Regions from separate parts of the Sus scrofa genome. Here regions 1 and 3 are each linked to region 2. A link is a contact called in public Hi-C data. All regions are on one chromosome and are shown on one strand. Each heading gives the region's core, a stretch centred on a gene start, on an enhancer-like site or on the middle of the called end of the contact. The rest is flanking DNA. Distances are from core to core; before and after follow the strand shown.

Region 1 (2,700 bases), core at 47-2,546, 79 kb before region 2:
AGCACTGAATGCCTGACTCCAGCAAACAAAGAAATGTCATTTCCCAAATTAAAAAGTTAACACCACCCCAGGGAATACCCCGATTTCAACCTACCATCCCCCCTCCATCAAACAAGCCAGGGAAAAACACAGACATCCACAATCAGAATCCTCCAGATCAAGATGAAGCTTGAACTTCACTGGAAGAATTAAAAGGGTTTCTGGAACAAATCCTGAGCCCAGGCCTGACCCCTTCTGAGGATTTCCCCTAAAGAAACTTTGCCTTTAAGCACGGGAGTATTCAAGAGCTGGAACTCCCAGAATAAATCACAAGCCCACCCCAAATTTCTATATTAGTGGGGTTTAGGGGTAATGTGGTTGGAAGGAAAAAGCCTGAAGGGCGTGCCTTTGCATAACAAGTACACCATCCCCACTGAGACTGTTCTTTCATTTGGGCTGACCCTGCGAGGGTATCCAATATTCTCTAACTTTGATACCGCTTTCTGATGACAGCTGTTAACAAGAATAGAGGTAAGCACCTCACTCACCGGTGTTTCCTAAACTTGTCCCATCATCCGTGTCACCAGGGATCAGCATCCCAGTTCCACCCCCACCTCGACGAATCAGTCTCTACTGGGAGAGGCTCACAATATATTTTTTCAATACGGACCCCAGACCCCATTTTTATGCAAGTTTGGGAAGCCCCCAACCACCCCCTAAGGCAGATACTATTATTAGCCCATTTTGTAGATACAAAACGGACTTGGATTAAGTGGCTTGTCCACAGGCACACCGCTTGGAAGGGGCAGAGCGGACTCTCATCCAGACCTACAGCGCGTCACCTGGCACCTGGGCACCCACATCCTCGGGTATCACTCCCCACGTCCCACTCGGACCGAGGCGTCGGGATCCCGGCGCCCCCCACTGTGCCAGGGGGGTGGGAAGCCGCGCCACGCAGAGGCCCGTCCTCCTCCGGTCCAGTCGGCGGCAGGAGACGGGGTGGCGGCCTCTGACAGCGAAAGCGAAACAAAGCTGGGCGCCGGGCGCGCACCCCGCCCAGGAGACGCGGACAGCCCAGGCCCCGCGCCTCCGCCGCCCCCGCCCCGACCGAATCCGCGCCCGCGCCCCACCCCCGGGAACGGGCCCGGCTCCGTCGGCGGGGAACGCGCGCCACGGCCCCCACTCACCTCCGGCCTCCATGAAGGACATGCGCGGCCCGCGGCAGGCGGCGGGCGCCTCAGCCCCCAGGGCCACCGGCCCTCATGCCGCCGCCGCGCCACCCGCCCCCGCCCCGGCCCCGGCCCCGGCCCCGGCCCCGGCCCCGGCCCTGCAGCCGCCGCCGCGCCCGCCGCCGCCCGGAGAGGCCATCAGCTGCTTCCCGTCACATGGCGGCGGGCGCGGGCGGGGACGCGCGGGGGCGGGGCTGGGGGCGGGCGGGAGAAAACCCTGGAGCCAGCTGCGGGAAGAGCGGGGGCGGGCAGGTGGAAGCAGGAGGGTTCGGCCCTGGGCGGGGGAGCCGGGCTGACGGGAAAGGGGGGGCAGATGGAGGCCGACGGGATCGGCGCGGGGAGGGGGAGTGGGTCTGATAGGAAGATAGGGAAGGAACGAGGAAAACGGGGTTGGGGGGTGTGGAGTGGATCTAACCCGGGAAGAGGCGGGGGTTGCTGGAGGAAAAAACGGGGTTGGGGCGGGCAGGTGAACTGGGGCAGGAAAAAAATCGAGGGGAGGGTCGGGGAGCGGGGCTGAGGGGAAACGAGCTGGAGGAGAAAATGGTGGGGGGAGAAACAGGGGGCGGAGGGTACACCGGTAAACCTGGGAGGAGCCAGGCTCAGGGAGATCGCAGGGATGGGGTAGAACCCGGTTGGGGGAGAGTTGGGAGGAACAGAGTGGGAGGGGAGTGACACGCGTCTGGTAAAGACTGAAGATCGAGGGAGGTGTGGGTAACAAAAAAGGGGATGTACGGCGGGGCTGAGGGGAAAACGAGGGAGGGACTACGGAAAGGCACTGGAGAGCTGAGGAGGAAACTGAGGGTGATGGGGCAGCGTGGAAAGGGATGGGAATCAGGTAAAACGGAGGGGCGAGCAGGCAGGAAGGAGGACCTGAAGACACCGGGGATCGGAAGAATCGAGAAAACAAAAAGGGAAGACAGGACTGGGGGGTGAGGGGTCCAGGAACACCGGAGGGAGGGGGAGCCCAGAGGTTAAGCGGGAGCCGAAGTAGAGGAGTAAAGGGGGCTAAAAATGGAGGATCAGAGGAAGGAGCCTCCGTTTTTTAAAAAATGGAAACCAGAAAAGGAAAGACTATCGGGAAATGGAGGGTGCGAATGAATATGACCCGGTTAAAAGGGGTATGAGAAACGGGCAGCCGGCCAGAAAAAAAGAGGAGTCAACAGGAGTAGGGGGTCCAAAAATGGACAAACTGGGTGAACTTGTGTGTGACCCAGGAGGCCTGAGGAATTACAGGGAACAAAAGTGAAAACAGGCAGAGGTAAAAAGAGGGGCAAGGGAAAGAGGCTTGTATTAAACACACAGCATGAAAATGGAGGAACTGGGTCAAACAGAACATGGGAGGTTAAGGTAGGAAGCATGGGTTTGCTTTGAAAAGGAAGCAAGTTGGAAATGGGACGGCTTTGATTAGAGCTTGGAGTGAAGTAAAGGAGTAAGAGAAGACTGACCAAAGAGAAAGGCCCTGAACAGGAATAGGGGATGGAATTGGGCCCCC
Region 2 (2,700 bases), core at 12-2,511:
GCAGAGTCACTTGTCAACAAAGTAGGCCTAGTAACTATGGTTTGTCAACTAAAAACAAAAAACTGCACAACATAACAACTGTAAGTTGAGTTTTATTTCGTGTCTTACTAAGGACTACTGAAGACAGAGGCTCCCTTTCAGATAGCTCTGAGGAACTGCTTGAAAGAGGTAGGGGGCCAGGATATGTACTTTTATTTTTGCGTGCGCGGGGTGGTGGTGGGGGTCTTTTTGCCATTTCTTGGGCCGTTTCCGCGGCATATGGAGGTTCCCAGGCTAGGGGTTGAATTGGAGCTGTAGCCGCCGGAGGCCTACGCCAGAGCCACAGCAACTCGGGATCCGAGCCGCGTCTGCAACCTACATCATAGCTCAAGGCAACACTGGATCCTTAACCCACTGAGCAAGGCCAGGGATTGAACCTGCAACCTCATGGTTCCTAGTCGGATTCATTAACCACTAGCCACGATGGGAACTCCTGCACATTTTTTGACTAAGGGGTACATTCAATCAAGCATCCATCTTGGTAGAAGGTTGCTACTAGTCACTGGGAGCAGATATTTCAGTTCACGAGCTTAGTGCTTTTCTAAGTATGGGAAGAGGAAAGAATCTGGATTCATAAAAAAAATTCTCCTGGAGTATATCTGAGTGTTTTGCCTTTTTCTTCCAAACCGGAGTGCCTCATTCTCTTCTTGTTTTGAATTCCATTCACGGTGTATTGTAGAATGGGGACTGCAGTGGCTAACTTCATCCTTATTGAACTGGATAGACAGGTTAAAATTTTTTCCCTCAAATAACAAATAACAACTAAAAAAGAAAAAACCACCCCATCATTTCCCAGGAATCTTGTCTGGATCCAGTGGGTGTAGGGGGATCAAATATATGTGCAAATATATTTGTTGGGGAAAAAATGCTCAAAAGTTACCTTAGGTCCTCTCCCAGTTTTCGGAAACCAGTGAGCATGCGCGAAATACAGCGCGGCTGTGCAATGACACTTGTTTTAAGAAATGCAAAAGAAAAGCAAGGCCTTACCATTTCTGCGTTTAGAAAAGTGGAGCAAAAAACCATGCAAAAAGGTTTTTAAAAAAATTAAAGATAGCTCAAATGTACATCTTGAAAAAAGAGTTCTGCAAGCTCTGGCACAGTGTTTGGGAACACCGCGGGTGGCAGGTTGCAAGCGCCTTCTTGCAAAAAGAAAGGCCAATCCTGCTGCATTGACCTGGCGCGCCGGACGATCCGGGCTCGACCAATCAGAGGGCACAATGAGGCCCACCCTTGCCAGCGACTGGAGGAGCGGGGCGGGGCGCTGCTCAAGCGCATGCGCTCCAGGGCCTCTTGACCAGCGTTGCCTCCGTCCAATTTGGAAAGCGCTTTGAGCCCAGTGCAGCTTCGCTGCGTGTTACTTCTGCTGCTCTTCCTGCACTGCGCCCCGCTCGACCCTGCGATGCCAGTGGACCTCGGCAAGTGGTCCGGGCCCTTGAGCCTGCAGGAAGTGGACGAGCGGCCACAGCACCCGCTGCAGGTCAAATACGGCGGGGCTGAGGTCGACGAGCTGGGCAAAGTGCTGACACCTACCCAGGTACCCGAGTCGGAGGGGGTACAGCTGTCTGAGGCCGGCAGGCCCTCAGGCCGGCAGAGCGGGGACCCAGCGGGTGTGAGGAGGAAGTTCCAGCTTCCGTGCGGCGGATCCACCGAGGAAAGGGGGTCGCGGTTCCCGTGCCGCAGGTTTGCGGACCTTCCGGGCCCCGGGAATCCGGCACGTGGAGGGCGGGGCACGGCCTGCAGGGGAAATGGATCTATTTTCCTGGAGATTTCGAGGAGCTGGCAGTGGCGTAGGTCTGGAGACAACCTAGATCGCTGGGGTAGGGGCGGGGAGAGAGCAGTCGCCGGCGGGAGAGGTCAGTGGCTGCCCACAAGCCCCCAGAGCCTCCCCTAGGGCCAGGGGGTTTTAGGCCTTAATTTCGGGAGTAAGAGCTCCACCCGAGGGCATATGACGCATTATGTAACCAGTATTCGGCAGTTCTCGGCGATCGTCCTTTGTTTTAGCGATCTGTGGCCTGAAGCCACCCAAAGTAAGTACGTTCCGCAGCTGGAAGGCTCGAGGGTAACCGCCTTGCTTTATTTACCGTTTGGCCTTTGACGCCCAAGGCTGAAGCGCAGCCTGATTCTGGCTGCTTCTGGAGTGGAGAATCCTGACATTGTGGCAAGCTGTTGGTCTAGAAGCTCCGAGGCAACGGTGTGAATAAACTGCTCGGGTGGTTTATTGGTTTAAATGTTTAGAATTTGTTGTTTAAATATAAAGTGTCCATCTCACAGCCTCTCTTTCCCGGACTCACTGTTCACGTCTGCCCGTCTCGGCTTTCTCATTTTCTCTGCATTTTTAAACATCCAGTTAATTCAGATTTCACTTTAGCAGGCCCTAGGAAATGTGTCAGCAATCTAAAGATCCTGTTATTTCAGGTTGTACTTGAGAGAACTCAGTATCAGGGTTTAAATCCTGACCCATCTCTTTCTGTTAATAACATGCTAGGATATTAGCCCCATAGTGTTGTCGAGACTAAAATAAATAACGTATATTAAACTTCAGCTCCTTAGTAGCGTCAGTACACTTGAGTTTTTATTAACAATTTATTCTGCTTGACCTTTGAGGAATATGAGGTCAAAAAAAGAGTATTGATTTCTTCAGCATTTCTGACTTTTAAATTT
Region 3 (2,700 bases), core at 12-2,511, 95 kb before region 2:
TGAGCTCATTACTTTCAACTTTTCTGAGAATCATTAAAAGAAGGATTTTCTTTCCTTTAAGAAAACTCTCACTTTCACATAATTCCAAACCTCAAATCAATGATTAACCACCTGGGCTGCACCAAATAGTGAACTCTTAACTTTCCCAAGTCAGTCACAGCAAACAACAGCTCGATACAAATACGAAACTCAAACTGTTCCCAAATTGTTCTTGGGTTTCCAGTACTTTTCTTTTGATAGACAGGATTTTAGGACAGAGTTCAGTAAGAAACTGTACATTTCATGATTCGAAATAGAAATCCTAATTCAAATTAGATGGCTCAAAGTAAATGTGGATCCACACAGGGGTTACAACTTTTAAAATCTAGAGTCCAAGGGGAAAGAAATCTAAAAGGCACCACTTTCCCCTTTTGTGAAGGCAAACAACCCTCCAACGACGCAGTGATCTGCTCCCAAACACCCCTTCTCGTCTAGTTCAGGTCAAAGTGCAAATCAAAAGGGAGGTGAGCAGGAGGGGCCACAGCCAATGTGCCTTCCGTGCCTCCAATGGCGGCTGCTTTGCAGGTGGATTCGAGGACACTGGCCACTCACTCTTTCACAAAACAGCCCACCTCAGACCCCCATATCTTGCTGAACTGAAGCAACACAGCCAAGGGCACCCCACGTTCGAGACTCACCGACTTCTCTCCGGCCGCAGAACATAGCATGCTGCAGTCTGGTGAGATGGAGCAGCAGTAAACCCACTGCAGGTGGCCTGATAACACCTGAATCTGTTTACCTGGCAGAGAAACGGAGCAAACAGTGAGCCACAATCAGGAAGATGGAGGAAGGCAGTAGTGCCTCTCTCCCCACAGTGTGTCCACTGCTTCTCTAGCAGCTGAGCCCACAAGCCACTTCTTTAATGCAGAGAACGACATATAACAGGATTTGTGATATAAACACCTGAAATCTATTAATACATTATTCCAGTGCCCAAAGGAAATCATTACCTACTGTTCCACCAAAACCCACAAGGTCAGTGGAATAAAGGCTATCCACAGAACAGGTTTGAGAAACTCCTTTGATAGGATAGAACATTCTTTTCAGATCCCCCAACCACCTCAATAACTTTGAAGCCTCCTTCCAAATTCCACCTTCAATTCTCCGTGGTTTACACTCTGCAATGGTTTCTCCCAGTCACCAGGATCCCACTCTCACCCTCCTCTCATCCCCCCAGGGTGTCCAAGTGAGCAGTGGTGTGGGGTAATTAGGGCCCCGAGCTCTGGCGGCAGACAAGCTCCGGTCTGAACCTTGGATCACTGTTTACTCAGCACATAACCCTGGGTCACTCATGTAACCTCTCTAGTCTCCATTTTTTAGAAAAAACTAAATGCCCATCAATAGAGGAATGGGTGGATAAAGGGTAGTATTTCAGCTGTTAATTCAAATGAAATTAAGAAACTAGATTTTCCATGGAGTACCATTTAACTATAAAAAAAAAGCAAGATGGGAGTTCCCATTGTGGCTCAGTGGAAACGAATCCAACTAGAATCCAACTAGGAACCGTGAGGTTGCGGGATCGATCCCTGGCCTTGCTCAGTGGGTTAAGGATCCGGCATTGCCGTGACCTCTGGTGTAGGTCGCAGGCGTGGCCTGGATCCTGTGTTGCTGTGGCTGTGGCATAGGCCAGTAGCTATAGTTATGATCCGATTCAACCTCTAGCCTGAGAACTGTCATATGCCGCAGGTACTGCCCTAAAAAGCAAAAAAAAAAAAAAAAAAAAAGCAAGATGCAAAAAAATGAGGAGAATATGATTCCATTTTTGCGAAACAATGACCCCAAAACCCATAAATGTAAACATGTGAGTGTAAGAATAGGACAAGTACAGAAACAAACATGGAAGGAAATATGGAAGGCTCTTGGCTTGGGTTACAAGACTGCAGGGGGCTATGCAGGAATGCAATAGACGGGAGCATGAGGAAGTTTGAGGGGAAAAGCCAAAAAAGGGGAAGAACGTACACGGTCATACATAGGCATTTATGATAAAGTCTGTGTATGTGTGCGTATACACACACACACACACACACACACACAGATACATTTTCTTAAAGTCATGGTTTTTTCACATAAGAAGAGTAACTACCCCCGAGGCAGCTGTTAGTAAGTTACGGCGGGTGGCAGGGCCTGGTACCTGGGAACAGTACTTTAGTCCCCTCCTCCCTTGAAAAGCCCTAATAACTGGCCTAGTCCCGTCTGCCCACTCTCAGCCCCTTCAGCTAGTCTTCCCTTCCCAACCGAGAGATTTTCAAGGCCACTTTAAGGACCTAGCTGCCTCTGGACATTCATTAAAGATGGCACTGTCCTTGAGCAGCCTTCCTAGTCAGAGGCCTGCCTTAGACCGTGACTACAAGCTCCACAGCAACGGGCAGGAAGTACCCAGAGAGGTCTGGGTGACTAGATGCCTTCAGAAAGGACACCACAAGCCCCTCCTGAGGTGTCTGACAAGTTATCAGGCTCATTTCCAGGAGGGCAGGGACAGGTCTCTCTTAAGGGTGTGAGGGCTAGACCAGTCATGGACTTTGCACTATCAGCGATAAGTGTGCCCTTTGTGAACTGTTCACATCACCATTTCCTCCTTTCCCCTCCCTCCAAGCCTGTGTCCCTGCCCACATGAAGGAGAAACGGCTGGGCAATAAATTTCCCTTCCCAACTAAGAACCAA

Evidence for each region. Hi-C and Micro-C count contacts between places; a contact is called where the count stands out from the background.
Region 1: a contact with region 2 is called in a Hi-C map of skeletal muscle, with 4 times the contacts expected there. The contact joins the promoter of WSB2 here to the promoter of PEBP1 in region 2. A contact is called at or near these places in 1 of 5 promoter capture datasets (liver), 6 of 47 Hi-C or Micro-C datasets (heart right ventricle, liver and skeletal muscle) and 2 of 2 datasets of contacts at active chromatin or transcription factors (alveolar macrophages and skeletal muscle).
Region 3: a contact with region 2 is called in a Hi-C map of liver, with 1.8 times the contacts expected there. The contact joins the enhancer-like site here to the promoter of PEBP1 in region 2. A contact is called at or near these places in 3 of 47 Hi-C or Micro-C datasets (liver and skeletal muscle) and 2 of 2 datasets of contacts at active chromatin or transcription factors (alveolar macrophages and skeletal muscle).

Annotation. Positions count from the first base shown.
Region 1 is chr14:34,607,561-34,610,260 of Sscrofa11.1, reverse strand. It overlaps WSB2 (WD repeat and SOCS box-containing protein 2), which reads right to left and starts at 1,296. Exons shown (of 9, transcript XM_001925977.5): 1 at 1,167-1,296. The coding sequence starts at 1,188.
Region 2 is chr14:34,528,799-34,531,498 of Sscrofa11.1, reverse strand. PEBP1 (phosphatidylethanolamine-binding protein 1) reads left to right here and starts at 1,261. Exons shown (of 4, transcript XM_003132890.3): 1 at 1,261-1,573. The coding sequence starts at 1,439.
Region 3 is chr14:34,623,617-34,626,316 of Sscrofa11.1, reverse strand. WSB2 (WD repeat and SOCS box-containing protein 2) reads right to left here. Exons shown (of 9, transcript XM_001925977.5): 5 at 678-778. Among named protein-coding and RNA genes, the nearest start is that of WSB2, 16 kb to the right of the region's middle. Within about 2 kb of position 1,261, at least 13 of the 83 cell types and tissues checked have an H3K27ac peak or open chromatin away from gene starts, as enhancers often do. A contact at or near this core is called in liver, where this site is marked.